6 separate regions of the Mus musculus genome follow, and regions 1, 2, 3, 4 and 5 are each linked to region 6. A link is a contact called in public promoter capture Hi-C data. All regions are on one chromosome and are shown on one strand. The core of a region is the stretch at or near the end of the contact, and the rest is flanking DNA. Distances in the headings are between cores, read along the strand shown. Region 1 has its middle 12 kb from the start of Gm19426. Region 2 holds the start of Smtnl1 (smoothelin-like 1). Region 3 holds the start of Ypel4 (yippee like 4). Region 4 holds the start of Ube2l6 (ubiquitin-conjugating enzyme E2L 6). Region 5 holds the start of Slc43a3 (solute carrier family 43, member 3). Region 6 holds the start of Tfpi (tissue factor pathway inhibitor).

Region 1 (4,113 bases), core at 922-3,421, 280 kb before region 6:
CTTAGGCTCAAAAACCATCTTACAGTAGAAATAAACTAGGTTCATTTCTGTTTATGATTAAACTGTTTTTCATGAATTGGGCTATGCCCCACCTGTAACCTTAACAGGTTCAGGTTCTGTACTGCCTGTTTCAAGAATGGTAGTCACGTCTTTGTTTCAAAAAGTTAGTAATCATTTGCAACCCTGTCTTTGTTTCAAAGGGGTTGTTATAGCTACCTTGTCAGGACTACCTGTTGTTACAACTACCTTGTAATCATGTTTTTGTTTCTGAAGGTTGTTATAACTAACAAGTTATGCTTATGTTCTGCTCCTGTAAGCCCGCCTATTTTTCTTGCCAAATCCCCATTTGGAAATTCCCTACCCTTAAACTATAAAAGTCTTGTCTTCCTCATATCCAATACTGACCTCTCAAACCCTGCCTTAGGAAGAAACAACCTGTGTACACAAATAGAAAGCTTGTTTTAATTAATTGCTTGCTTTAGTTAATTTGGCCATGGTGGTCACAGAACTGGAGTCACAGAAGGTATGTGCTGCCCTGTGGGTTCTTGAAATGAAGCCCGAGACCTCTGGAAGAACAGTCAGTGCTCTTAACCACGAAGCCATCTATCCAGCCCCGAGTTCTGATATTTCCACAAGTGCTGCTGAAACCAATAGTGATCCACAATCTTAAGTTGCCCAATATGGATTCATACTTTGATTCCTGGACAAAGGTATGGGTGAGTAACAGAGTACTTGTCTAAAACACAAAAAGTTGGAGTTGCATTCCCGGACAACAATAAACAACCAACCTTGCAAAGTTTATAGTTCTCACCAGCTCATCTGCTGTCTCAATAACAATACTCTCAGGTTCTACTGAGACTCTGGAAGGTTCCAGACCTCTGAATCACAACTCTCCTGGTGTCCACCAATGCTCAGGGTCTTGTCCTAAGCTATAGCTGGTAGACACAATGGTATCAATAACTATCTAACACAAAGTCCAATGTTATTTAATTTTAGAAGCCAGCTTGACAGGCTTATGCCATTATCTTTGGATATGTCTTTGAGAATGTTTCAGAGAAGACCGGCATGTGGATGCAACGGACCAGTGTAGAAGACGTACCCTTGGTATAGATGGGGACTATCCAGCTGGCTGCAAGCACAGATGAAGCAAAAGGGTAAAGGGAGGGGCTAGTGGTTAAGTGTAGCTGCTTGCGGCCACAGGAACTGGGTTCCTGAGTGAGAGGCCAGAGCTGTAAAGGAGCCAGCAGAAGAGAGAAGAAAGGAGACCAAGACAAATTTCTGATCAAAGTCCAATGTTTACTAAGAGTCTGTGCTTATAAAGGGGGAAAACCCATCTCCCACCCGATCCACTCTTGATGCCTGTCACCAGCCTGTAAGCAATTAGGCTGACAACACTAGTTTGGCAGTAAGATGTCAATCGCCAGTTTGCTGGCTGTCTCAGGACTTTCTCAGGAAGACAGGTTCAGCCTCTCAGCAGGGAGCAGCATCTTGGAGAAGAGCAGCAGTGGTGACAAAACAATGAAGCCATCTGGGTCAGAAGGCTCCACCCCAGGTGGTCTCATTCTCAGTGGCAGCAAGGTCTGAATCAGCCCGCTCAAGGCTGGGGGAGGCTACAGTGAAGAGCTCTTGCAGAGGACCAGGGTTTGATTCCAAGCACTCAGAACATGGCTCACATTGTCTTTAACTCCAGTTCTGGGGGCCTGGTGTGTCTTCTGCCCTCTGTGGGCACTTGGCATGCATGAAGTGCACATACACACACGCAGACAAAATTACACCCACACCCTGGGCAAATGAGATCTCTCGGTGGGGATAAAGCACCTACTACCAAACCTGAGGATGACCTATGTTCAATCCTCCAGACCCACAAAGTGGAAGGAAAAGAGAAAACCAACGTGTGCAAGCTGACTCTAACTTCCATATTCATGCCATGGCACACACATGCCCACCCATGCACACACTAAGTAAGTAGGGAAGGTAATAACAATTTTAAAAACCACCTGCACACATAAATACAAAAATAGAACATTTTTAAAATTTAGGGTAAAGGAAATGAATTAGTATTCACTCTGTTTTCTAGTGCTGGGACACACTTGTGTGGTTAGACATTAGAGCACTAGATTGTCTGGCTTGTAGAATCCAGCGCTCTCACCAACAGTTTCCCGTTCTCAGACCTTTGATCTCTGAGAGTTGCATCACAAGCTTCCTTGGTTCTGAGACCTTTGAACTTGGACTGGACTGTATCACCAATTTCCCTGATTGTCGAGCTTATTAACAGCCTGTCATGGAACTTTTCGTCCTCCGTAATCATGGAAGGCCATGCCCTTAGGAAGTATCCTTTTAGCATGGTGTGGTGGCATATGCCTGCTTCCCATCCTTGGGAGGTAAAGGCAAGAAGATTGGGAGTTCAAGGATATAGCGTCAGCTACACAGCAAGGTCCAGAGTACTCTGAACCCTCTCACAAACAAAACAAAAACAAAACAAAAACCACTAACCAATCAATAGACTAGGAAAACAAAAACAAACAACATAATAACCAAAGAACTAAACAAACAGAAACAAAGGCCTGGGCCAGAGCCTTTAATCTCAGTACTGATAGAGCAGGCAGCTCTCTTAACTGCTGAACTATCTCGCTGACCCTATTTGGGTTTTTTTCATAGATTTAAAAATGATCATCTTTAATTTCCATTACAAAGCTATTGATTTTTGGAGGTTGGATTTTGTGTGTGTGTGGGGGGGGGGGCACTAACACCTTGCCATAATGAACCGAGATGATAACATCAATCCAGGATGCAGACGGTATCTTAAGTGATTCCTCTAGATGTTAAAATCACATCACATCATCATTAATGTCACTGTCAAAAGTTATGATGTACTTAAACCACAGCTCAATTTCACATAAGATGAGTGTTGGCGGCGGTCATTTACTGTTGCTAGCTTAAGGGGTTCTGTCATTAGCAATAATTAGGAGTATAGTTTACAACCTCCTCAGCCAGCAATTTTGAAATGATGTAATCCTAGATGATTTTTATAATTGTGGGAGATTTTCAGTATTTCAAATTTGTACCATTAAAAATTTACATAATATACAAGTAGCACCAGGCACTTTTATCTCCTATTTATAAATGGAAAAAAAAAATGAAGCTCTTACTCATCTAGTGCACTTATTGAAAGTGTCTCAGCTGACAAATAGTGGGGTTAGTAGGCTCCAGTGTCTAATTCCAGAGCTTGTGCTTGATATACAAGATTCCTTTTCCCCCACATTAGTTTTATCTTTTAGAAGGTACTGACTGCTATTTCTTCTCCTCAGCCTCCGTTAAAGACACACCCAGGGGCTGGAGAGATGGCTCAGTGGCTGAGAGCACAGACTGCTCTTTCAGAGGTCCTGAGTTCAATTCCCAGCAACCACATGGTGGCTCACAACCATCTATAATAGGATCCGATGCCCTTTTCTGGTGTGTCTGAAGGCAGCTACAGTGTACTTTCATGCATTAAAACAAATAAACAGAATAAGAAATAGAGATAAGTGTTAAAAAAAAAAAAAGACACCCAGAAGCTCAACATAGTTTTGAATCTTAGGAAGAAATGCTGAGAACATATGAGATTCCCTATTTTCCATAGCTGGGACCTCGGGTATAACCACCACAAATGCAGGTAGAACACTGGTTCACTGGTCCAATGCTTTCAGAATGGGCTGGGGCTGCCATCTGCATCACGAAGATGGACTTCTCAGAGTCTCTTCAAATGTCACATACTAAAGCCTGATCTCTCACTCTAGTCTTTGCCTCAAGTAGCAACTTAACACATATGCTGTGGTGGACTGACTAAGCTTGGCCCAGGGAGCAGCACGTTGAGGAGGTGTGGCCTTGCTGGAGGAAGAGCATCACTGTGAAGTGGGTTTGAGATAACTTCCTCCTAGCTGATTGAGGATGCCAGTCTTCTCTTATTTGCCTTCGGAATGAGATGTAGAACTCTCAACAACTCCAGAGCCATGCCTCCCTGCCTTGATGATAATGGACTGAACCTGTAAGCCAGCCCCAACTAAATGTTGTCCTTCTAAGAGTTGTCTTGGTCATGATGTCTCTTCACAGCAGTAAAACCCTAACTAGGACATA
Region 2 (4,136 bases), core at 70-2,569, 350 kb before region 6:
CCCTTGGAGATCCGATAAGGGCATAAGATCCCCTGGAACTGCAGTTCCAGATGGCTGTGAGCCATTATGTGAGTGTTGGGAACTGGGAATTCCGTAAAGACAGTAAGTGCCATGCTCTTCACCACTGAACCATCTCTCCAACCCCAAGAATGCAATGTGTTGTTGTTGCTTTTCAAGACAGGGTTTCTCTGTGTAGCCCTGACTGTCCTAGAACTTGATTTGTAGACCAGGGTGGCCTTGAACTCACAAAAAATCCACCTGCAACTGTATCTCAAGTTCTGGGATTAAAGGCACGTGCCACCACTACCCAACATCAAGAGTGCAATTTTTGATTCCACAGTACATGTTACACAGTGCATAAGCAGGCAGAATTGATGGAGAGAGCTTAACAATGGAGGGCCTCCTTTAGAGAAGGAAACTTGAGCTGGATTTAGAGTAATGAGAAGGAGCCAGCCTCACAAAGAGCAGAAGGAAAAACCCAGTCCTGAGTCTGGAAGGCACTGATTAGATTTATTTACGGCACAGGAAGCAAGCCAGTATGGCTGAGTGAAAGGGGCTGGGGGAGGGGAATTGGAGGAGTCACAAGCTTCATAAACAGGAGGAGCATCACTGCCCACACTCTCCACATGGTACCCTCCTTAAGTCGTATGACACATGGCCAGGATAAGGATTTGCTTTGTTTTGGTTTTCAGAGCAAAATCTTAATTACACACACACACACACACACACACACACACACACACGGAATATATTCAGAGCTGATCATGTTTCAGTCAATGGAGCTCAAAACAGAAGCAATGTATGATGTAGATGCTAAGAGTCCAGTGTTTCATATGTAGATGCTAAGAGTCCAGTGTTTCATTGGCTCTTTCCATTTCTCTCTTCTCTCGGGCCATCCCCTTTCAAGCTTCCTGGTGCGGTGTGAGCCCACAGTTGGCAGTGGCTCCAGTTACCACCTTCTGAGCCCACCCCTCAGCAGCTACTTTGTCTAGAGAAGAATAAAGGAGGAAATTAGAGGAAGGCTGGAAGCAAGGAGCTAAGGGAGCATGGAAGGTCTACCCCGGCTCTGGACGATCACAGCCGACCAGAGAGCTGGAGACCACGTTCCAAATGCGCCCCTGACTGGTTGTTGCTTGTCAAGGTCTCCATGGCCAGAGCACTTCGGGAAGGACGGTGATCTCAGGAAAGATGTTAGGGCCAGTCCCTGAGAGGGACGCAGCAGCGTGATTGAAAGATGCCACCTGTCAGATCTTCGGGGGAAATCTGAGCTCCCAGACTAAGAGAAAGTGTTGTACCAACAGAACAGTAAACAATGCCCTTCCCGAAGCCCGGGCCTCTTGAAGGTGGGGTGGGGTGGAAGCAAGGAGGTGGGACTTTGAGCTGAAGGCTCCAAGCCACCAGAGCTTAAAGAACGATGAGAGTGAGGCAGCTCGGCTAGAACGAGGCAAGAGCTCCGAGCTGCAGGCAGAACCCCACAGGTAGGAAAAGTTGTGGTCCCCTTTCTAACTACTTCCCGTATCTTCTAGCCCCTATTCTTACCTTTCACGTGCCAGATCTTTCAATGAGGTCTCTGCGATGAGAGACAAATTCAGGATGCTTCCTTATTCTCTCTGCTATGTCAATTCTTTTTCGATGCCTAATGGAATTGGGTGACCTTGAGGTCAGGTACAGAGTGGCTGGCAGGTGGCCATCTATGAAGAGGGCCAGTAGGGAGGGGGGTGACAGGTGGATTTCTTGGAGCAGGGGGTGGGTAGGATGCAATGGCCTCTACAAGTAAGGACTGAAGTGGGTAAGGTAGGGGTCTCGGAACTGCTGAGAGAGAGATTGTGTGGCCATAGAAGAGAGGCATCACATCACAGCAATCATCCACTGTGGTTTTCCCTCTGGACTAGGGGAGCTGGACTGAAGAGCTGAACTGAGCACAGTATAGGGGTAGCAGTTGGGGTTCAGGGGAAAGAGGGAAGAAGGAAGCAGAGAGAAAAGCAGGAAAGTTTTTCTTTCGTGAAGGGTCTAGTGTGCAGTCAGCTGTAAGAGGACCTCCTCAGCCTTATTCAGTGACTCCTCCCCATGGGTGACTTGAAAGGACACTGGGTTGAGAGGACCTAGTGGGGAAAGTATCTTCTGTATATACATGCTCTAACTCTGGACTCAGGAGATCTCCGTTCCAGGTGTGGTTTGGGCTACTTAATTCTCCTATGGCCTTAGTCCCAGGAATGCTCCTCCTTAAATCAGACTCCTAAACTGTAACATGGGGTCACTTACACCTTCCTGAGGGGTCAAGCAAGGGATGACTAAGGGAGGGTGGAGTGCATCAGTGTGAGCTGTAAGCTGCCGTAGAACCCGGAGCACTGGGGGAAGGGGGTGTTATCCTGGCTCCTCAGAATGCAGAGCTTCTTCACTCCTTGTCTATTTATGACAAGCCCAGAGGGGGGAAAACAGAGGTGATGAAAAGGCAAAGGTAGCTGAGGTGTGTGTGTGTGTGTTCACATGCGTACTGTCTCGTCTCCTCCACCTCATGCGTGTAGTGTGCAGATAGAGGGAGAGATGACTGAAGCAAAAAGCTATGCCTTAGCCAAATACGCCTCACTTGGGGGCATCATCTTACTGACACTATGCTCTGTCTGTCTTGTGTCACTAATAAATGCCCTGGGGACCTGGTCAGGACCTTGATGTTGCTCAGGAATGGCACAGTCAATCCTCACTAGGCAAGCTGTGGACTAAGGACTCCCTCCAATTACTTCCCATGGGCTAGCCGCCTAAGTCCTCCACTATCCATATGGACCAGGATCTGTTTCTATCTCTACAAGTTCAAGTGCAGAATGAGCATCACACAGTCAACAGTGGGAGCTGGAATCCCGTAAGACCCCAGTGGCTTTCATCCCTGGCTCACACCACAAAGAGGAAGAACAGACAAGGAAGAGAGTTTGTGCCTCGTTCAGACCTTGAACATGGTTTTGTCAAAGAGGCTAGTAGGAATGTCTCGTGGAAGACATTCCAGTAGGAAAAGAGGTCAAAGAGAGAGACCATGGCCAGGTAGGCTTAAGGAAAGGTGAGTTCAATGATCTTCAAACTAAGGTTTCCGTTTCTTAAACTCAGCGCCACCTGATATCTACTTAAGTGCTAATGATGCTGTATATCTCTAAGAAAAGCTGGCTATATTTGGAATAACCTTGGTCAGTGAATAAATGCATCTTCTTCTCACTGTCAAGAGAACCTTTATTCATTTTTCTTCTTCCTCTTATTCTGCACCCTCCTCTTCTTCTTTGTCTTCTTAGTCCTCCTCTTCTTCTTTGAGACATAGCCCCCAGCTGGCTTCAAAAACACCATGTAGCTGAGATTGATCCTCCTGCTTCTACCTCACAAATGCTAGAATTCCGTGCCTGTACCACTCTGCCCAGTTTATACAGTGTTGGAGGTTGGAGGTTGGGAACTTTGTACGTGCCCCCTGAGCCACAGCACCTTTGTTTGTAGCATACATCCACGGGGTACTGTCTAGAAATTCTGATCTAAAGCTGGGGCTCTGAGGGAATCCCTTGAGCTCAGAAGTGAGTGGCCAGAAGGTCAGGGTCCCTGTGCTATGCCTGCCTGGCTGTCTTTCCTTCACCACACAGGCAAGCAGCAAAGGTGGGACCCTCTTGCTAGGCTACTTGACTGGAGCTCCTGCACCATGAGGAAGCTCCTGTGTGAACAGTCTCTGAATCTCTCCAGAACCCCATCTGCTTCTTAGAAAGTGGAGGGCACCAAATCTAGGGACCTCTGAACTCTTGTCTAAGGGAACAGGAAGACTGAAGTAGGTGACAGAAGCAGATCCTGTCTTCATGCTGCCTGAGCTCTGTTCCAATTTACTGATGCATCCTGGGTACTCTCACCAAGAAAGTACTGCCAAGGGCAGGAGGTATTTTTAGCCAATGACAAGAGCGTCCGCTTTTTGTACTGTCTGAGTCATGCCTTGAACCCCATTTGGGAACTGTTTTCTTTGTAACTAGAGAAGGTAGTGAAGGACCTGGCCCTTTCCCCTACTCCATAACCATATACTAGATGCAAATAAAAATCACCAAGCGGAGGAATCCTCTCCTCTGCATGTAGCCAGGAGCAGGCAGAGGCCAGCTTTGCAGGCTAGAGAGGATGTGACTCTA
Region 3 (4,300 bases), core at 748-3,247, 260 kb before region 6:
TTGCAATACAATTTGCCCATATTTTGGGAAGGAAGGAAAGAGGGACAGGCAGATGGGTACACACAGTCTGTTTCGGCACTCGCCTGCGGTTGAGTCCTGCGCCCTGGAACTCCATAGAACTTGGTAGCTTCTTCAGTATTGAAGACCTTAACCCTGGGTGTTCCTCAATCCTGCATCCTGGGATGATACAGCTCCCAGACTAGAGGGAGCACTTGCTGTCTTCCTAGCATCTGGTCCTCTGGTCTCATTACTTACTTACCGTTGCCTTAGCTCTGAGTTAAAGACAAGCACCTAGCCCTAGGAGGAGAATTATCTTTCTTCCAGCAAGTCTGACAGCTAGGCCCGTGGAAAGTAGGCAGCACATCAGAAGCCAGGCTTCTGGGCTGTGTGCTATAGAGTGAGAGCAACCTTAATAGGAGACAACAGGGTAAGGGGACACCTTATTTTTAAAAGCTGGGCTTTAGGGCACAAGGCAGAAAACATTTCTCCTCCCAGGAGCTAGAGCAAATGCCAGTGCCAGGACAGCAACAGTGAGATAATTGCGGGGATAAGAATCCTGAGACGCTGGGATCTGCTCACACTCCAGTCCCAAAGTAGCTGAGTGCACTGCAGGCAGAGGATAAGGAGGGAAGTGTCTTCTGTTAACTCCGATAAGCAGGTGATGTGCCTCTGCCTCTCTAGTGGAGCATCCTGCAGCTGTAGGTGGGGTGGCCTGTGTCTCCTTCAGAGATGCCCGCTAAGTGCTCTCGTGATGCTAGACCACCAAGCAGAGGAGGCAGCACAGCTTCAGTTACCCACATAAACAGTCTGTTCTCCTGTCCTCCATGGTGGCCATGAGCACCCGATTCTTCTACTGTCTCGAAGGGCTGTCATGCAGTCTCCACAAATCCCCCTGGGTGAGACCATCTTCAGTTTTTGGTCCTCTACTGTTGTCTTGAGTCCCAGGAAGACACCTTGGGCTTAGTTCAGGGTGACATTGTATTCTGGCCCTTCTTGCTACAGTTCAGCATCACTTCCATGATCTTCCTTCAAGTTTGCCTGTAGTTCACCTCAAGGTGCCACCTTGAAACACCTACTTCAAGGGACCAGGAGATGCCAGGTTTGCCCCCTCCCGCTATCTTCTTCCCTAGCCCTGTCCTTCTGTCACTGTCACGCCTCCCTCCCTGTCCCTTTCTGCTTCTCTGTCCAGCAGAGGAGAAGCTGCAAAGGACAAAAAAATAAAATTAAATTAAAAAATCATAAAAAGGAGAGTTGGGGTCACTTCTCCCATTTCTGCCCTCTCTCGTCATGGGGTGAAGCAAATCGGGGAAATTACTGAGGTCAGAAAACAAAACAAAGGTGAGTGCTGGGAAGAGGACGAGTCCCTGAAGCTGAGATGAGGCTGGACTGTGGGAGGTGGGGGGAGCAGAAGGGCTTGTGCCTGGGAAGACTGGCAACTGAGAGCCTAAGTGACAAGGCAGAGACAGGTGGAACCAGGTGCGAATCCAGTGCCTCTCAGGGAATAAAAAGGGGAGGGGGACTTGTGCTCACAACGGATGTATTCAATTGCTTTGAGTTTTCGCCTCCCCCTGGACCAGGCATTTTCAGTATGGTATGGTCCGAATAATTAGCAGAGCAGCCAGCTCCCAGGGCTGACTCTGGGGGTCTGCACCGGTAGCAAAAACAATAAACAGTGATGTCTGATGCCGCAGCCAAAGTTGCCGGGAAATAAGTGCGAGAGAATCGTCAGAGCTTGGGGAAGGATGGAGGAGCTGAGAGAGAGGAGGGAGCGGAGGCAGCAGGGAGGGGGAAGGGAGGACAAAGGGTGGATGAATAATGCTTTTGCAAAGGAGAGAAAGCAACACACAGCAGGAAGAGGTAATTTGCGAAGGGGAAAAATTGATTTGGAGAAGGGCTGCCCCCCTCACCTTGAGGTCTGCTCCAGAGATCTCCGTCTATCTCTTTCAATCTCTCTGTTCACTCTTCTCTCTTCTCTGTTGGTTCCTTCAATTGGGAAGGGGATGGGATTGGGGGAGGGTAGTTGAGGGGCTGAGGTCTGGGACTGCAGGCTGGACAGCTGCTGGGGGGCAGAGGTTGCCTCTTGCTCTGTACCTCGGTCTGTGGGTAAATGTGGCTGTGTGTTGTGGAACTGCATCATAACACTGTGAGTCATCCAACCCCCCACCCCCCTCACCTCCCACGTCAGAGCAGGGCTGGGAGACACAGGAGGCGGGTTGAGAGGGAGGGAGGGGGCAGGCATCAAGGGACCAGGCTAGAGGGGTGATGTTAGGGAGTGGGGGCAGAGAGATGGCTGGCATAGGGGTGTCGATGTAGGTGGTAAGGAAAAGGAGAAATAGGTTGTTAAGGAGCAAGGCTGTGTGACCAAGGAAACGGAACCCGAAGAAGGGCAGGGATGGAGTGAGGGTGGCAGGGAGGGAGCAAGGATGGTGAAGTGAGGTGGATCTAGAGAGAGCCAGGAAGTACACTCGCACTCAACATGATACATTTCCACTTCAACTCTGACATCAGCTCTGATGCAGGGTAAGGTAAAGAAGGATATATTAATTGTCATGGTTGACAAACCAGGCTCTCAAATGTGTTCAGTACTGAGTACTTGGAAGCTTTAATGTCCATTTCATGGCCCCAAAGAAGCCATAGGTCAAATATGACATCTTAAACCCAGGAACCTCTTATCAACTCCCTCCAAACGGTTTGTGCTGCCAATGGAGACACCTATGTGACATGAGGTTCTTAACAGAGCTGTGAACTTTCAGATCCTCAGGGGAACTTCACTCTGCATCCCAAGACTGCAGTGTCTATTGCAAAGTCCAGCATGCTGAAGATATTTGCAAAATAGTTGTTTGCTTTCATCTTCAGACAAGGGCTATGTGTCTGGCTTTGATATCCAAGACACCGGTGTTGAAATCTTAGCTTTGCCAATTATTCACCAGGAACCCTGGGCAAATGACTAATCCTCCTGCACTATACAATTCCTCTTCTGACCAGTGAAGCTAATTCTATTTACCTCCAGAAGAAGTGACTATGTGAGACAGCTTGTAAATTTCCAAAGTGCCTGACATATGATAGGCACTAAGTAAAGAGTAATGAAATTTTAGGTTGTTCCCTCCTTTTGTACTTAACTTTTTTTTGGGGGGGGGTGGTGTTCGAGACAGGGTTTCTCTGTATAGCCCTGGCTGTCCTGGAACTCATTTTGTAGACCAGGCTGGCCTCGAACTCAGAAATCTGCCTGCCTTTGCCTCCTGAGTGCTGGGATTAAAGGCGTGCACCACCACGCCTGGCCTGTACTTAACTTTTAAAATTAGCATTCTAAATTGAATTTTGTTATGGGTTAGTGTTATTTTTATTTTTTTAAGATTTGTTTACTTTATGTATACGAGTACACTGTAGCTGTCTTCAGACACACCAGAAAAGAGTGTCAGATCCCATTACAGATGGTTGTGAGCCACCATGTGGTTGCTGGGAATTGAACTCAGGACTTTTGGAAGAGCAGTCAGTGCTCTTAACCGCTGAGCCATCTCTCCAACCCCCAGGATTAGTGTTATTTCAAAACAGCATTCTCTACATGGGGCAATGAGATGGGCAGGACTGCAAATTCCAGGCCAGTCTGTGTGTCCTGGTAAGATAAGGAGTGGATAAACAGAAACTCTGAACCAATACAGGTGGGAACCATCATCATCATCATCATCATCTCAGAGCATGACTCAAGCTCAGAGGGGATTTTCTATTACAGTTTTGATATTTCAAGAGACATGATGCCAAATGTTTGTCTTATAGAGGGATTACATTTTCCCTTGCTAATTTTTTTACAGTTTTATTTACTTAATTTATATGAGTACACTGTCACTGTCTTCAGACACACCAAAGAGGGCGTCAGATTCCATTACAGATGGTTGTGAGCCACCATGTGGTTGCTGGGAATTGAACTCATCTGGAAGAGCAGCCTTGGTCTTAACTGCTGAGCCATCTCTCCAGCTCCACTATTTATTTATTTATTTATTTATTTAAAATCAGCTTCCAGGTAAAATTCATCTGACCTGGAACACTTTCCATGGAGTGCAGTACTGTGTCTGTCACTAAATTATGTGGGCCCAGAACACGCACCCATCCACAAGACAGAACTCCATTTTATTTCATAGGCTAATTTTCAGAAAATGAAAACTGAAACAGACTCATGGAGAGTAGTTTTGCTATCTATCTCTCTTCTCACATGTGAGGGGTGAAGATTAAGGCAGGGAAAACAGGTAAAGAAAGATCCCATGGGTCCTGTAAGAAGAAAGGGAGATTCTGAATACTCAATTGG
Region 4 (4,384 bases), core at 468-2,967, 320 kb before region 6:
CACCTGACTTAGGAGAAATGAAAGTGAAGGCAAACAGGCAGGAAAAGCCCTGTGAGTTAGACTCTTATCAGTCTGGGCTCAAATTCCAGCCCCATTACTTCTGCAGAATATCACTGGCCAGCCACGTTACTCTCCCTGATGTCTCAGTTTCCTCTTCCATGAAATGGGAAGACACAGTTATCTCACAGTTGTTCTAAGAGTTAAATAAAACAAACTGCCTGGTGCTGACAATTCCGGAGCAACAAAAGCCAGTCTACCTTTTAGCGTTGAGGTAGCAAATTACCCTTTGCCCCATTTAGTACCAGCCTAAAACCAACAAAGTTTAGTTCTGTTTTGGGTCTGCTCTGGACTTCTCCATCTCAAAAGAATTTTCTTTTTGAAAGATGAGGCCAGCTGGGTGGCACACGCCTTTAATCCCAGCACTGGGGAGGCAGAGGCAGGCGGATTTCTGAGTTCGAGGCCAGCCTGGTCTACAAAGTGAGTTCCAGGACAGCCAGGGAAACCCTGTCTCGGAAAGAAAGAAGGAAAGAAAGAAAGAAAGAAAGAAAGAAAGAAAGAAAGAAAGAAAGAAAGAAAGAAAGAAAGAAAGAAAGGGAGAGAGAGAGAGAGAGAGAGAGAGAGAGAGAGAGAGAGAGAGAGAGAGAGAGAAACATGAGGCCAGCAACCATCCCTTCTGTCTCCTGAGGAAGCCTTCCCCTCAATTCTGCAGACTAGAGGAGCACTTCGGGGAGACTCAAAGCCTAGCGGTACCAGCCCTGGCTCACGAGCATTTCTCCTCCACGATCTCTAATCCTGGCTCCATTCAGCGGTCTAGACATTCCTAAGGAAACTGCCCTTTTTTCATTCTTTCAGATAGTACCAAATAGTGTCTCATAGAAATGAACGTTCAAACGGAACAAGATTTCTGTTCCTTTTCTGCTCCTGCTGCCTGGCACTGGGCTAGTACAAAGTAGGCGTTTAGTAGCTGGAGCAGGACTGCATACAAATAACCTACTCAGAGCATAAATTGTTACTTCTCATCCAGGAACTAGTCTGTACGTTTTATTTCACGGTCTGTCCATTCACCACCCCACCGCCCAACATCACTCTTCTGTGGCCTCGGGTAATGTAGGTATCAAATTATGGGTGTATCCACTAGGCGGAGCAACAGAGCCCTTCCTGTGCCTTAGATAAGTTCCACTAATAAATTTCCAGCAGAAATTGAAAATGAAACCAGTTTGGAAAGCCCAATACATTGGAAACCATTTGGAAAGACCAGTTCATTCTCGTGGCCAGTACAGCTGATGACAACTTTTTTTGAAGCTGATGACAACTTTTTTTTCCAGACCTTCTCAATCAGGCCCCCTCCCTTCCTCCTCTCTTTCTCCCTCCTTCTCGCGCGCGCGCGCGCGCACACACACACACACACACACACACACACACACACCGCGCCTTTCTCCTCCCATTTCTCCATTGGGAAAAGGTGAGGATACCTGAGTTTCAGCCAGCCCTGGTACCCAAATAACAAAAAAAGCTCAGAGAGCAAGGGGGCAGGGGAGGGTTAGGGCAGGGCGGAAAGGTTAGGGCAGGGCGGGAAGGGGCACAAGGAAAGGGTCATCCTACATAGGCTTACTTTCGCCACTCGCTTGCTGGCCATCATCTCGGGTTGGAGCGTGGGGCACCAGCAGATTCCAGCAGGACACCGCTCTCTGAACTGCAGCTCCCGAGCCCCGCCCACGCTCCACTCCACCCACACCGACTCTAGCTGCAAAGACCTGCTCCCCACCCCTTTGGTGGATATCTGGAGGCTGCAGTCGAGTGCCCAGCTTGGCGATCTCGTATCTCAGCAACTCATGCTCCTTGCAGATCAGAGACTACGTCGGTGGAGCGCACTGCTCCTCTTGGTTCCTGCATCTTGCGGGGTACATCTCGTAGAAGCCAGGATGGGATTCATCTCCAGCCTCTGTCAGCTCCCCGGACGCTGAGAGCAAACTCGCCCAAAGCACAGATGAGATACTCTTGATGCAAAGTAGCTCCGGGGCAGGGCTCTCTGCGACCTCCGCAATGGAATTGTGAACCTACCACCTCTAAAGAAAGTCTCAGAATCCTGGGCCAAGTCACTTTGCCTTTGTGGGTTCAGTGCTCCGTTCTAAAAGAGAGTGGGGGGGGGGGGGTCAGTATAGACTTTATGTCCTCCGAGGACCGCTCCCTGAGTGGTACAGTCCAGCAGATGGGCAGAAACGCAGCGATGCTTCTTTTAGGTTGCTTGGTGCCCGAGCACCACTAGAGGACGCTGTTGGACTCATTCGCTTTTATTTTGGGCGTTCTGTGTTTTACTCTACTGAACACATAGAAAGTGTCTGCTGTGTGGCAATTTGGGAAAACGATGGGTGGCTGAAGCCTCGAGATAGATTTCAGGAGCCTATTATATTTTATCACCAACTGATTACAAACTATGGAACTACTGTGTGTCCAAATGAACAGCCAAGAAGTCTCTAGCCCTCTGCGCAAGAGTAAAGACCCCCCTCATCCCAGCTCAAGTCGAGGCCAAGGTGTAATAGCAGCCCCCAGCCTCTGGAAGAAGTTCTAGAGTTAGAAGGGAATCCACCTACCTGCCTCACCCATTCCAGCCCAGAAATTAGCATATTTTGAAGCCCAAGATTTTGACCCAGTAGGTCACATGATTTTTATTTTCCTGTCCAGGAACCAAATATCTGCTCTGCTTACATATAGGATGTGCTTGAAAAATGATTCTGGGGCTGGAGAGATGGCTCAGCAGTTAAGAGCATTGACTGCTATTACAGAGGTACTGAATTCAAATCCCAGTAACCACATGGTGGCTCACAACCATCTGAAATGAGATCTGACGCCCTCTTCTGGTGTGTCTGAAGACAGCTACAGTGTACTTACATATAGTAAATAAAGTAAATCTTGAAAAAGAAAAAAAGATTCTGGGTTCTTTTTTCAGTTCAATAACTTTAACCAGATACCTTCTAAATGCCAGCAATAAGCAGGACACCATCAGCAATCCCTAAATATAGTTTGGAGATAAGGGCATTTGAACCCATTTCTGGTTAGTAGTCTTAGTTAACACCAAGTGCCAGGTACTATCGATGGAACACATCAGATGGAGAAATTGTGGTGTTTGTCCTCTGAGGGGCTCTCAAGCAGTTGAAACACAGAGAGAAAATTTCCCTTCAGTATTTTTTACTTATTTATTTATTTATTTATTTATTTTCTATATATGAATAAATTGTAGCTATCTTCAGACACACCAGAAGAGGGCACCAGATCTCATTACAGATGGTTGTGAGCCACCATGTGGTTGCTGGGAATTGAACTTAGGACCTCTGGAAGAGCAGTCAGTGCTCTTAACAATTGAGCCATCTCTCCAGCCCCAGTATTTTTTTTTTAAATACCATTTTGTGTTGTTCAGATTGGTCTTAAACTTGATATGCAGCTAACAATGGCCTTTAATTTTTTAAAAATCATTTAATTTAATTTTATGTGTATGGATTCCTGCCTGCATATATATCTGTTAACTACCTGCATGCCTAGCAGAAGCAAATGAGAGCATTAGATCTTCTGGAACTGGGGCTAGAGACAGTCATCAGTCACCATGTGGGTGCTGGGAATTGAACCCAAGTCCTCTGGTCCTCTGGAAGATCAACAAGTGCACCTCCCCACTGAGCCATCTCACCAGCTGAACCTTTAATTTCAGGATTCTTATGCCTCCGTCTCATACCCTAAGACATGGGATCATGGATGTGCACTGCTTTATCAAGTGTTGTGCAGTGCTGAGGATTGAACCCAGGGTTTTGTGCACGCTAGACAAACACTCTACCAACTGAGCTGCATCTTCAGCCCAGAAAAATGTCCATTCAAGATCTGTGTTATACCTAAGCCTTTGTTCTTGCCCAAGCTATGGCATGGGTTATGCTTGTGGTAAGATAGAATAGGCAATGAATGGTCATGGCTGTAGGTAGAAGGCATGAGAAGCCATTTGTTAGTGTGATTACATATGGAAGATGGGTTTAGTGATGAAAGGGAGTGTGGGGTGCTTATATACTTGGGGGACAGAGTACAGATGATGCACAGCAGTGAAGGACCCCACTCCCAAGCCCCTGGCTTAGGGGAACTTTCTACCTGCGTGTACACAGGCCTTTCTCAACTTTCTCTCTGTTGACATTTGGGACCTGATCATTCTCTGTAGCTAGGATGTTTCATCAGCGTGGACTTTACCCGCTGGGTTGTGGCAGCACTCACCCCATCTGTGACAATAGAAAACGTTTCTAGATATTGGCAAAGGCGTCCTGATAGGTAAACACATCCCTGGATCAGAACCACTAGTTTGTATCTATTCATTGTCCCCAGAGTTGCCTTGAATATGTGACTGTTTTTCAAA
Region 5 (4,347 bases), core at 1,257-3,756, 460 kb before region 6:
TAAAAGTGAGTTCCAGGACAGCCAGGGCTATACAGAGAAACCCTGTCTCAAAAAAACAAAAAAACAAATAGAAAGAAAGAAAGAAAAGAAAAAAAGAAAGAAAGCAGAAGTTCAAAAGACACGTGGCAGAGAAGAAACTACAGGAAACAAAATTCGAGTTTCTGTGTAAGGACTTATTCTCCCCAAAGCTTAAGTGTAAGGAATTTGCTTTACTCTCTACTTTCCTTTTCTCTTTCTTTGCCTCACCACATATCTGCTCCTACATGGGCTGTATTGGGACTTAGCAGACCTGCTTATCAATGAACCTAGCCATGGACACTACTGTAATCAGGAGGCAACAGAACCCTGTAAAAGAGCACGAGGTCTCTGACTCATTTGCAGGGGAAACTCCCAGTGTAAGAGGCTCCTGACTAATTAGAGGGCACCTGAAATTTCACCATTGGGTGGGACAACTCAGAAAATGATAAGCAGCAGAGAATGAAGGCAAAGCCTGAGCCACCTAGATGTGAGGCCCTGCCAGAAAAGAGACTGGGGATTCAAGGAACAAGGAAAGCAGATGGTATCGACTATACATTGTTAATTTTGAAACCCTGGCCTCTCAGGAAGTTGAGCATATAACAGGATAGGACACTACAGGGGAAGGTGCAAAGGGAAAGGAAGCCAGCAGTAGGAAGAGGGTGGTGCTAAGGACGGTGACCCTGCTGCTGGGGCAGGGTTTGCCTCTAAGCCAGACTGCTGCCTCACCACTATCTGGTCTCCCACACACCACTCCCTCTCCCTTGCTTCTGCCCAGGCTTACATGGCTATCAGGCGGGCCACAGTAGTCTTGAAGCGGTCAAAGATGTAGCCAGTGGGAAAGGTCATGAAGTTATTCATGAAGGATGCCAGGGTAAAGATGAGTGAGAACTTCTCATCCTGCGCTTTTAAATCTGGGAGAGAAAAGCTCTTAGGAACCCTGATTATGTGAGACAGAATCTGACGCACCCCAACCTTCCTGCCAGGTCAGTGCCCAGACCAGACTCCCCTCTACCTTGAACAACTTTGCTGACCAGAAAGCTACCAAGGTGCATTAAAATATATTGGTCTCTAAAGGTCCCCCTCTAAAACCAGGTGCTTCCTTCCCCATTTGATAGCCTCCACATAAGGGGTGAGAGGGGGCTGACAGTCCCCCCCCCCCATGGAAAGGCTGGCAGGGTGGGTAAAGCACAGAGACCTTCCTATTCTTTCCCAACTCCCAGGAACCAAGCACAGCTTCCTATGAAAAAGCCATCTTTGTCCTTACCAGAAGGCCCTGTTACATTGCTCTGGAGCAAGCAGTCCTGTTCACAGGGCTCTGAAAAGTAGTTTTCTGCTTTGAACACAAACAACAGTGAAGTCCAGCCAAAGAGGACACCAGCAAAACCGATGCATTCCAAGAGTCCAGTCAACAAGGTGGCCAAGTAAAGGGGCAAGCCCTTGCTTGCCATGGTCTGAGGTGAAGTGAGTCCACAAATCCTGTCCTGAGCTTCAGAGAGGACCACTGGTAGTGATGTGTGGGAAATTCCTTTGGCAAGCTCTCGACTTCAATGAGCCCTCTTGTTCCAGCTGTCTCTGGGTTGAGCAAGAAACGCCATGGAATAACCATGGAGCCTGGAAAATGAGGCAGAAGTAGCCTGGTACAGGAAGCTTGGGAAAAAGACACCGAGGGAAAGGGGTCCTCAGGAGAAAGGCCGTGAGGATTTGGAAAATAAAAACTTTCATACATGACCAGCGAATGCGGTTGAGCCATAGAATGTTATCTAGAATTCATTCCCAAACATGGAAAAACAAAAACAACGCCCACGCACCCCCAACACCCACCCCCCGCCAAAATACCGTCCATACATCCTTTCATTCACAGAACCCGCGAAACTACCCATGGGTAAGAAGATAAGGCAGGTCTCAATGGCAACACATGCCACATAGGAAAAAAAACACACACACACACACACATCCTGCCTAATGTTTGGGGACATCACAAGCAGAGGTAGGAGCTCCCCTCCCACCCCCCCAGAACCCCCGACTTGAAAGCCTGAATACAGTCCACCAGAGGAGCAGCCACCCTGAGCCATTCGAAGGCCTGACAAATAAATGTTCGGTCTACAGCGGGAACTCTTCAGTGCGGCAAAAACAAAAACTTCCGAAGGTTTTCTGAACTTGCCCCAAGGTCTCACGGCTACTTGGTCACTATGAAAAATATCCCAACAAGAGCCTTGTCTCGGACCACAATTCCCATCCCCCACCCCCACCCACCCTCCCGCTGCCTCTACCGACAGTCACTAACTTCCACCAGGCAAGAGGTCGCGCTCCAGCCGGCAGCAACTCTCTCCCGGATCTCTGTCGCCGCAGCCTCGCCGCCACCAGGCTACCGCCTTCCACTACCCTCCGCCCAGAGCCTCCCTGTCGAGCTTTGCCCGGCTCGGCTCTGCTCTGCTCAGCCAGACCCAGCCCAGCTCGGCCAGACCCGGCCAGTATCCTTCCAGTCCTACCCGCGATGGGCCGGTTTCCCGCTCTCATGGCCCCTCCTAGTCCTCTGCCTCAGGTTGGCCGCCTCCTGCTTGTCTCCTCCAGTAAGAGCTTGGGACCCTCCCCTGTCTCCACCACTTCCTTCTTTGCAATTTGCTAAACACATGAAACTCAAGAAGAATGAAGACTGAAGTGTGGACACTATGCCCCTCCTTAGAAGTGGGAACAAAACACCCATGGAAGGAGTTACAGAGACAAAGTTTGGAGCTGAGATGAAAGGATGGACCATGTAGAGACTGCCATATCCAGGGATCCAACCCATAATCAGCATCCAAACGCTGACACCATTGCATACACTAGCAAGATTTTATCAAAAGGACCCAGATGTAGCTGTCTCTTGTGAGACTATGCCGGGGCCTAGCAAACACAGAAGTGGATGCTCACAGTCAGCTAATGGATGGATCACAGGGCTCCCAATGGAGGAGCTAGAGAAAGTACCCAAGGAGCTAAAGGGATCTGCAACCCTATAGGTGGAACAACATTATGAACTAACCAGTAACCCGGAGCTCTTGACTCTAGCTGCATATGTATCAAAAGATGGCCTAGTCGGCCATCACTGGAAAGAGAGGCCCATTGGACACGCAAACTGTATATGCCCCAGTACAGGGGAACGCCAGGGCCAAAAAAATGGGAATGGGTGGGTAGGGAAGTGGGGGGAGGGTATGGGGGACTTTTGGGATAGCATTGGAAATGTAATTGAGGAAAATATGTAATAAAAAAAATAAATAATAAAAAAAAAAAGAAAATAGCTGGCATAACCTGAGGCAAGGGAACAAGTTATCTCCTCCAAACATCACTTACATATACCAGAGACTGGGATTTCCTCAGACAAAGCTTTTAAGCGACATTTGCCAACTTGTAAAATAAAAGAGTCTCTTTCAAAAAAAAAAAAGCCGGGTGTGGTGGCACACACCTTTAATCCCACCCAGGAGGCAGAGGCAGTCGGATTTCTGAGTTCAAGGCCAGCCTAGTCTACAAAGTGAGTTCCAGGACAGCCAAGGCTATACAGAGAAACCCTGTCTGGAAAAACCAAAAAACAAACAAACAAACAAACAAAAACTGTCAATTGGTTGGGTGCAAATATCTGCATCTGACTCTTTCAGCTGCTTGGTTGGGTCTTTCAGAGGGCAGTCGGAGGGTGGATAAAATCTGGAGTTTAAAATTAATTTAATTAATTAATTAAAAAAAAAAAACTCTTCTTTTTTCCTATCCCAACAGTTGTCTAGGATTCAGACAGGGTCTTTTTTGCTCTCTTTTGACTGACTTTAAGCTTTAGGTAATCCTGCCTCAGCTGCCCTAACTAAGCTTGTTTTAACACAGTTCCAGGCGCTGGGCCAGACATAGGGATCAAAAGCAACTGCATGTGGATGCCATTGTGTTTCCGCATTACCTTGCCCCCTCGGGTGGGCACCATACAAACTGTTTCCCACTTGCTCATCACTCGCTCCCCACCTCACGTTTATCCCCAGAGCTGCCAAGAAAACCCCACCATAAAAATCATGAAGCTGGAATCAGGACAGAGGTGCTTATCAGGAACCATCACTGGAGGGGGCCTTGCCTTTCCCCTCTAAGGATCCTTTTCACTGTTCCCCCCGCCCCTGCTGAAACCCCCAGCCCAGGCTCCGAGAGAGCCTTCCTGCCAGACTGCATTGATTAACTATTCATTCACCATCCCATTTTTTATTAATCAAAGACATTTATAATTGCCCATCGGAGCTTGTGATCAGCATGAAATAGCTGGCCTAACCAGCTGTGCTGCTCTCCAGCCCAGAGCAAATGAGCCAATGTCTTCCTTGCCTGAAC
Region 6 (3,921 bases), core at 573-3,072:
CTTTTATTTATCCTCCAGAAATCCTTCTGTGGTCCAGCTTGAGCTCATTTCTGTATATTTGGACAGCTGAGAGAACTAATAGTTCCAGCCTTTTGTTGATGATAAAGGGTGATGTAGTGTCTCTCTTCCGTAGCTGCTTCTTAGGTGGAGAGGGTTGTCCTGGCAGGCTAGGAAAGCTGGAATTCCAGAGTTGCAGGCTGGGATGGGGTGGGTGTGGATGTGGAGGTGGGGGTGGGGGTATGAGTGGGGGTGGGGGACAGGGTCTGGTTTGCTGAGTGAACCTAAAGAGAGAGACAAAGAACAATTACATTGGCTTACCAGTGGCAAGGGATCTTCTGAGCAATGACAGATGGAAGCCCTGAAGTTTGCATGAACTGTTTTAAGCATATAAAAAGAGGTTAAAGGTTTAGATAGAATGACCACTGTCTGTGTTCTGCAAGGAAGTACTCATTGTAGCAAAGCAGTTAACAAAAATCTGTAAACAGTTGGAATAGACCTTTGAGCCTTAGCAAAACAAAGCTTGAAAAGTTATTAGCATAATAGGAGCATGAACATTTATTTATCTGTAATAAGACAGAGATTTCTTGTCAGGGAAGAGAACAAAAGAACAGAGGTGTTTTTTTCACAATGATAAGTGCCTTTATTTAGAAAACAACTAAAGAAAATTAACAATTTTGGGCCTGTGACTATGATGTTTTTAAAAAGTTTAGTAGCCAGTGTTTTACCAGGGCTAGATTCATCAGAACTCCACTGAGTGAACCCTGAAGTCTTCACATCGTATACCATCTTGAAAGTCTCATTTTTCACGCACCTTAAATCATTTTCACATACTTTGAATCCCTTCCTCAGACCTTGGCAAGTTGCATAAACTTTAAACTTTTTTTTTTTTTTTAAAATCTGGAAAACTCTAATACTTTGAGGCATAGGTGTTTGATTAGTGAACAAAGTCACAAAAAAGTAAGCTCTTTTGAATAAAGGAACAGCAGAGAGCAAGTTTTGAGTAACAACACGATGGCTTGAGTTTGCTCTCACACTGAAATCTGTTTTTGTGAGTTTATCTTTCTCAGCAGGAAGCCTGTCAGCGAGGCAAACGTGTCTGTGAGCTTGCCTGTCTCAGCTGGAGACCTGAGCTCTGGAAAAGGCAAGGCCTTAGGAAACGGTCTGACTAAGCAGCTGTGTCCCTGAGAAGGCAAGGCCTTAGGAAACGGTCTGACTAAGCAGCTGTGTCCCTGAGGTGAGAGGCTAAGATTTATCAGATTGCTGCTCCCAATCTGATAAAACACGCAGTCAACATCACCCCAGAGGTCTGAGGGTAAATTTGAGCAGGAAGTATAGACCAAATGGCCTCTGGGCCAATTAAGAATGACAGATTTAACTGCCACCTGAACAGTCAGTATGGTGATCTGTTGTGAGCAGAGGTGAACCGAGTTTTGCAGCCACACACACAGGGCAGCGTTAAGTCTTCAGTTAACCACAGTGGGCAGCAATCAGCCCTCAGCCACCAGACCCAGACGGTCTAAGAGATTTTCCCGTGGAACTTGGGAAAACTACCTTAGAGAGGCAGAGTAGGGCAGAATAGGATCCCACAGTGTCCACAGTTTGGGCAGGACCCAGGCCTCGGGTGAGCCTGGGGCAGTGCTTTGCTCCAGGTGAAGTCTGTGGCCGCCCATCTTCTTTCCTGTTACCAGAAGCTGGGTATTGTTGTCTATTAGGGTAAAAGTTTGACAGACTTCCTGGTAGGCACCAGATAGGGAGAGGGCCGTGGCTAGATAATGGCTAGCTTCCTCACCTATTGACTTTGACACAAAAGCTTCCAGGGGAGAATCCTTACTGAGGGACTGGCTCAACAAGGTCAAGACCTGATGAGGACATGTCACACATAGTTTCACAGTTTCATAGTTTCGGACCAATCAACGGCAAACTGACCAACCCTGAAGTGGGGGAGGAAGACTCTTCGAATGCTTTAAAACCTCAGGACTCGAGAGAAGAGACTGGGGTTTTCGGCTTCCCGAGCAACCTTTACAGAGAATCTTTTTCTCCGTGTGTCTGACGCGTGAGTGTGTTCCCCACCCTAAGTAGATGCTTGCCTTTAACTCCTACTTCTCTCTATTGCTCTTCTGAAATTTCCTGCCTTTAATTTCTTTAACTGCCAGAGAAACGGAACCCAATTAAGACCCTCTAAACTATTATTTTTAGACTGTATCACTTTCGGGACCTGTCTCCGGATTTCTTCTGAAGACGGTATAATTTTGGGACCTCATCTCCAGATCTCATTTAAGGACTACTGACTCATCAAGGTAAGAAACCCAAGGGAGATGGTGGTGGTGGTGCGGTGGAGGTGTGCTGGCCAGTCCAGTTGGCCCAACTACAAGGTGTCCAGGTGCATTGCTCAGTGTCAGTCACGATGTCACCGTCGCTTCTGGGCAGAGGTGCTCATTCGGGAGATGGCACAGAAGCAGGAAGCAGACTTCTGCGTTGGCACTCTTGGTGCCCTGCGGGGGCATTCTGACAAATGCCCTTTTATGGTGCCTGCCCACCCTCACTAGTTGTTATCCCTTGCTCTCATCACAACCTCAAACTGAGAAGAAAGGCCAGATGCAGGGGCACTCCTGTAATCCTAGCCCTCTGAGGCAGAGTGAGGTGGGTCTGTAAGTTTCAGTCAGCCTGGTCTACAGTGAGACTAGCCACCGATAAGAAATGAAGTTGTGGTCCAGATATGCCCTCCCACCCCCGGATTGGTTTCTAAGTCTTCTAAGTCTTGGTTTAACTATAAAATATGCCAGAATATTTCAGATACTTATGAATGTCCTCTTCTCTAGCAGTACACATTGAATAACCACACTGTCGATAAAAGTTTTTTAATCGTTTTTAACATCTCAATTTGTCCATGCTATTTTGTCGCAACTTAAGAGTATTCTCTTTTTTTTTTTTCCCCATGAAGTGATTTCCATTTTTACTTTGTTTGTGTTTTGCTTTTGTTTTTTGAAACAGGGTTTCTCTCTGTATAGCCCTGGCTGTCCTGGAACTCGATCTGTAGACCCAGGCTGGCCTCGAACTCAGAGATCCGCCTGCCTCTGCCTCCCCAAGTGCTGGGATTAAAGGTGTGCGGCCACCACCGCCCGGTCCACTTTTACTTTTTATATTATGAATAAGTGGTTAGAGCCACATGATCTAAAGAGTTTAGCATCTTTATTCCAAGAGGAGCCTTATTTATTTTATAAAACCATTTCTGTCAACTACTTTGTACCTAAAAGAAAAAAAAATAATCCTTAAAATGGCCACAGTTTCAAATATGGACATATTATGACATCAGGGAATTTTATATTGAGCAATTCTCCAGAAAATTACACCCTCTGTAACTAAAGTCAAGACCAAGTCAAACTAAGGCCAAGATTCACTATTGGATTGGTCAGTCTCTCAGGAAGATGATGAACCAGAGCCAGGAGCCATGTGTTTGTGTGCTTTCATTTCTGGTTTGTTTTAAAACTGCTTCATGTTCTAATATTCATTCTTCGGGTCCAAAATGGTTTATTTCATTGCTCCCCATACTTAATTTTTGAGCAGGGGAGTCTTTAAAAATATGATCAGCTGGGCAGTGGTGGCACACGCCTTTAATCCCAGCACTTGGGAGGCAGAGGCAGGCTGATTTCTGAGTTCGAGTCAGACCTGGTCTACAGAGTGAGTTCCAGGACAGCCAGCCAGAGGTATACAGAGAAATCCTGTCTTGGAAAACCAAAAAAGAAAAAAAAAAATCAACTGGGTGTGGCCAGATCTCTGAGTTCAAGGCCAGTCTGGTTTATGGAGTTCTAGGGCAGCCAGGCTACACAGGGAATCCTTACCTTGGAAAATTGAAAAAGTAAAACAGGTCAACTTAGTCTCCCCTTCCTCCTCTGCCTAAGTTCAGTGGGTTAATTTAGACTG

Evidence for each region. Promoter capture Hi-C pulls out the DNA fragments that hold promoters and counts their contacts.
Region 1: a contact with region 6 is called in a promoter capture Hi-C map of liver, with 2.2 times the contacts expected there. The contact joins the enhancer-like site here to the promoter of Tfpi in region 6. A contact is called at or near these places in 11 of 39 promoter capture datasets (the C10 cell line, the HPC-7 cell line, cranial neural crest and 7 more), 1 of 15 datasets of contacts at CTCF or cohesin (the NIH/3T3 cell line), 1 of 484 Hi-C or Micro-C datasets (embryonic stem cells), 11 of 115 datasets of contacts at active chromatin or transcription factors (bone marrow-derived macrophages, cardiomyocytes, craniofacial prominence and 5 more) and 4 of 9 other capture datasets (adipose tissue, embryonic stem cells, macrophages and 1 more).
Region 2: a contact with region 6 is called in a promoter capture Hi-C map of liver, with 5 times the contacts expected there. The contact joins the promoter of Smtnl1 here to the promoter of Tfpi in region 6. A contact is called at or near these places in 23 of 39 promoter capture datasets (the 3T3-L1 cell line, 3T3-L1-derived adipocytes, the C10 cell line and 14 more), 6 of 484 Hi-C or Micro-C datasets (embryonic fibroblasts, embryonic stem cells, natural killer cells and 1 more), 20 of 115 datasets of contacts at active chromatin or transcription factors (the NIH/3T3 cell line, T-cell acute lymphoblastic leukemia, bone marrow-derived macrophages and 10 more) and 3 of 9 other capture datasets (adipose tissue, liver and macrophages).
Region 3: a contact with region 6 is called in a promoter capture Hi-C map of hematopoietic stem and progenitor cells. The contact joins the promoter of Ypel4 here to the promoter of Tfpi in region 6. A contact is called at or near these places in 22 of 39 promoter capture datasets (the 3T3-L1 cell line, 3T3-L1-derived adipocytes, the C10 cell line and 15 more), 1 of 15 datasets of contacts at CTCF or cohesin (the NIH/3T3 cell line), 4 of 484 Hi-C or Micro-C datasets (B cells, CD4 T cells, CD8 T cells and 1 more), 14 of 115 datasets of contacts at active chromatin or transcription factors (bone marrow-derived macrophages, cardiomyocytes, craniofacial prominence and 9 more) and 3 of 9 other capture datasets (adipose tissue, liver and pancreatic islet).
Region 4: a promoter capture Hi-C map of Sertoli cells shows a contact between it and region 6, with 6 times the contacts expected there. The contact joins the promoter of Ube2l6 here to the promoter of Tfpi in region 6. A contact is called at or near these places in 18 of 39 promoter capture datasets (the 3T3-L1 cell line, the C10 cell line, Sertoli cells and 11 more), 1 of 15 datasets of contacts at CTCF or cohesin (the NIH/3T3 cell line), 11 of 484 Hi-C or Micro-C datasets (B cells, bone marrow-derived macrophages, brown adipocytes and 6 more), 9 of 115 datasets of contacts at active chromatin or transcription factors (bone marrow-derived macrophages, embryonic basal ganglia, embryonic stem cells and 4 more) and 5 of 9 other capture datasets (adipose tissue, embryonic stem cells, liver and 2 more).
Region 5: a contact with region 6 is called in a promoter capture Hi-C map of pre-B cells, with 3 times the contacts expected there. The contact joins the promoter of Slc43a3 here to the promoter of Tfpi in region 6. A contact is called at or near these places in 8 of 39 promoter capture datasets (the HPC-7 cell line, cranial neural crest, frontonasal cranial neural crest and 4 more), 1 of 115 datasets of contacts at active chromatin or transcription factors (embryonic stem cells) and 1 of 9 other capture datasets (adipose tissue).

What each region holds. Positions count from the first base shown.
Region 1 is chr2:84,754,534-84,758,646 of GRCm38.p6, reverse strand. No RefSeq gene overlaps it. Among named protein-coding and RNA genes, the nearest start is that of Gm19426, 12 kb to the right of the region's middle. Within about 2 kb of position 2,171, at least 17 of the 459 cell types and tissues checked have an H3K27ac peak or open chromatin away from gene starts, as enhancers often do. A contact at or near this core is called in adipose tissue and liver, where this site is marked.
Region 2 is chr2:84,819,835-84,823,970 of GRCm38.p6, reverse strand. Smtnl1 (smoothelin-like 1) reads left to right here and starts at 1,319. Exons shown (of 8, transcript NM_024230.2): 1 at 1,319-1,478.
Region 3 is chr2:84,731,901-84,736,200 of GRCm38.p6, reverse strand. It overlaps Ypel4 (yippee like 4), which reads right to left and starts at 1,997. Exons shown (of 5, transcript NM_001005342.2): 1 at 1,908-1,997.
Region 4 is chr2:84,796,161-84,800,544 of GRCm38.p6, reverse strand. It overlaps Ube2l6 (ubiquitin-conjugating enzyme E2L 6), which reads right to left and starts at 1,717. Exons shown (of 4, transcript NM_019949.2): 1 at 1,613-1,717. The coding sequence starts at 1,639.
Region 5 is chr2:84,934,805-84,939,151 of GRCm38.p6, reverse strand. It overlaps Slc43a3 (solute carrier family 43, member 3), which reads right to left and starts at 2,506. Exons shown (of 13, transcript NM_021398.3): 1 at 2,303-2,506; 2 at 1,283-1,629; 3 at 800-929. The coding sequence starts at 1,466.
Region 6 is chr2:84,472,075-84,475,995 of GRCm38.p6, reverse strand. Tfpi (tissue factor pathway inhibitor) reads left to right here and starts at 1,822. Exons shown (of 9, transcript NM_011576.1): 1 at 1,822-2,053; 2 at 2,197-2,297.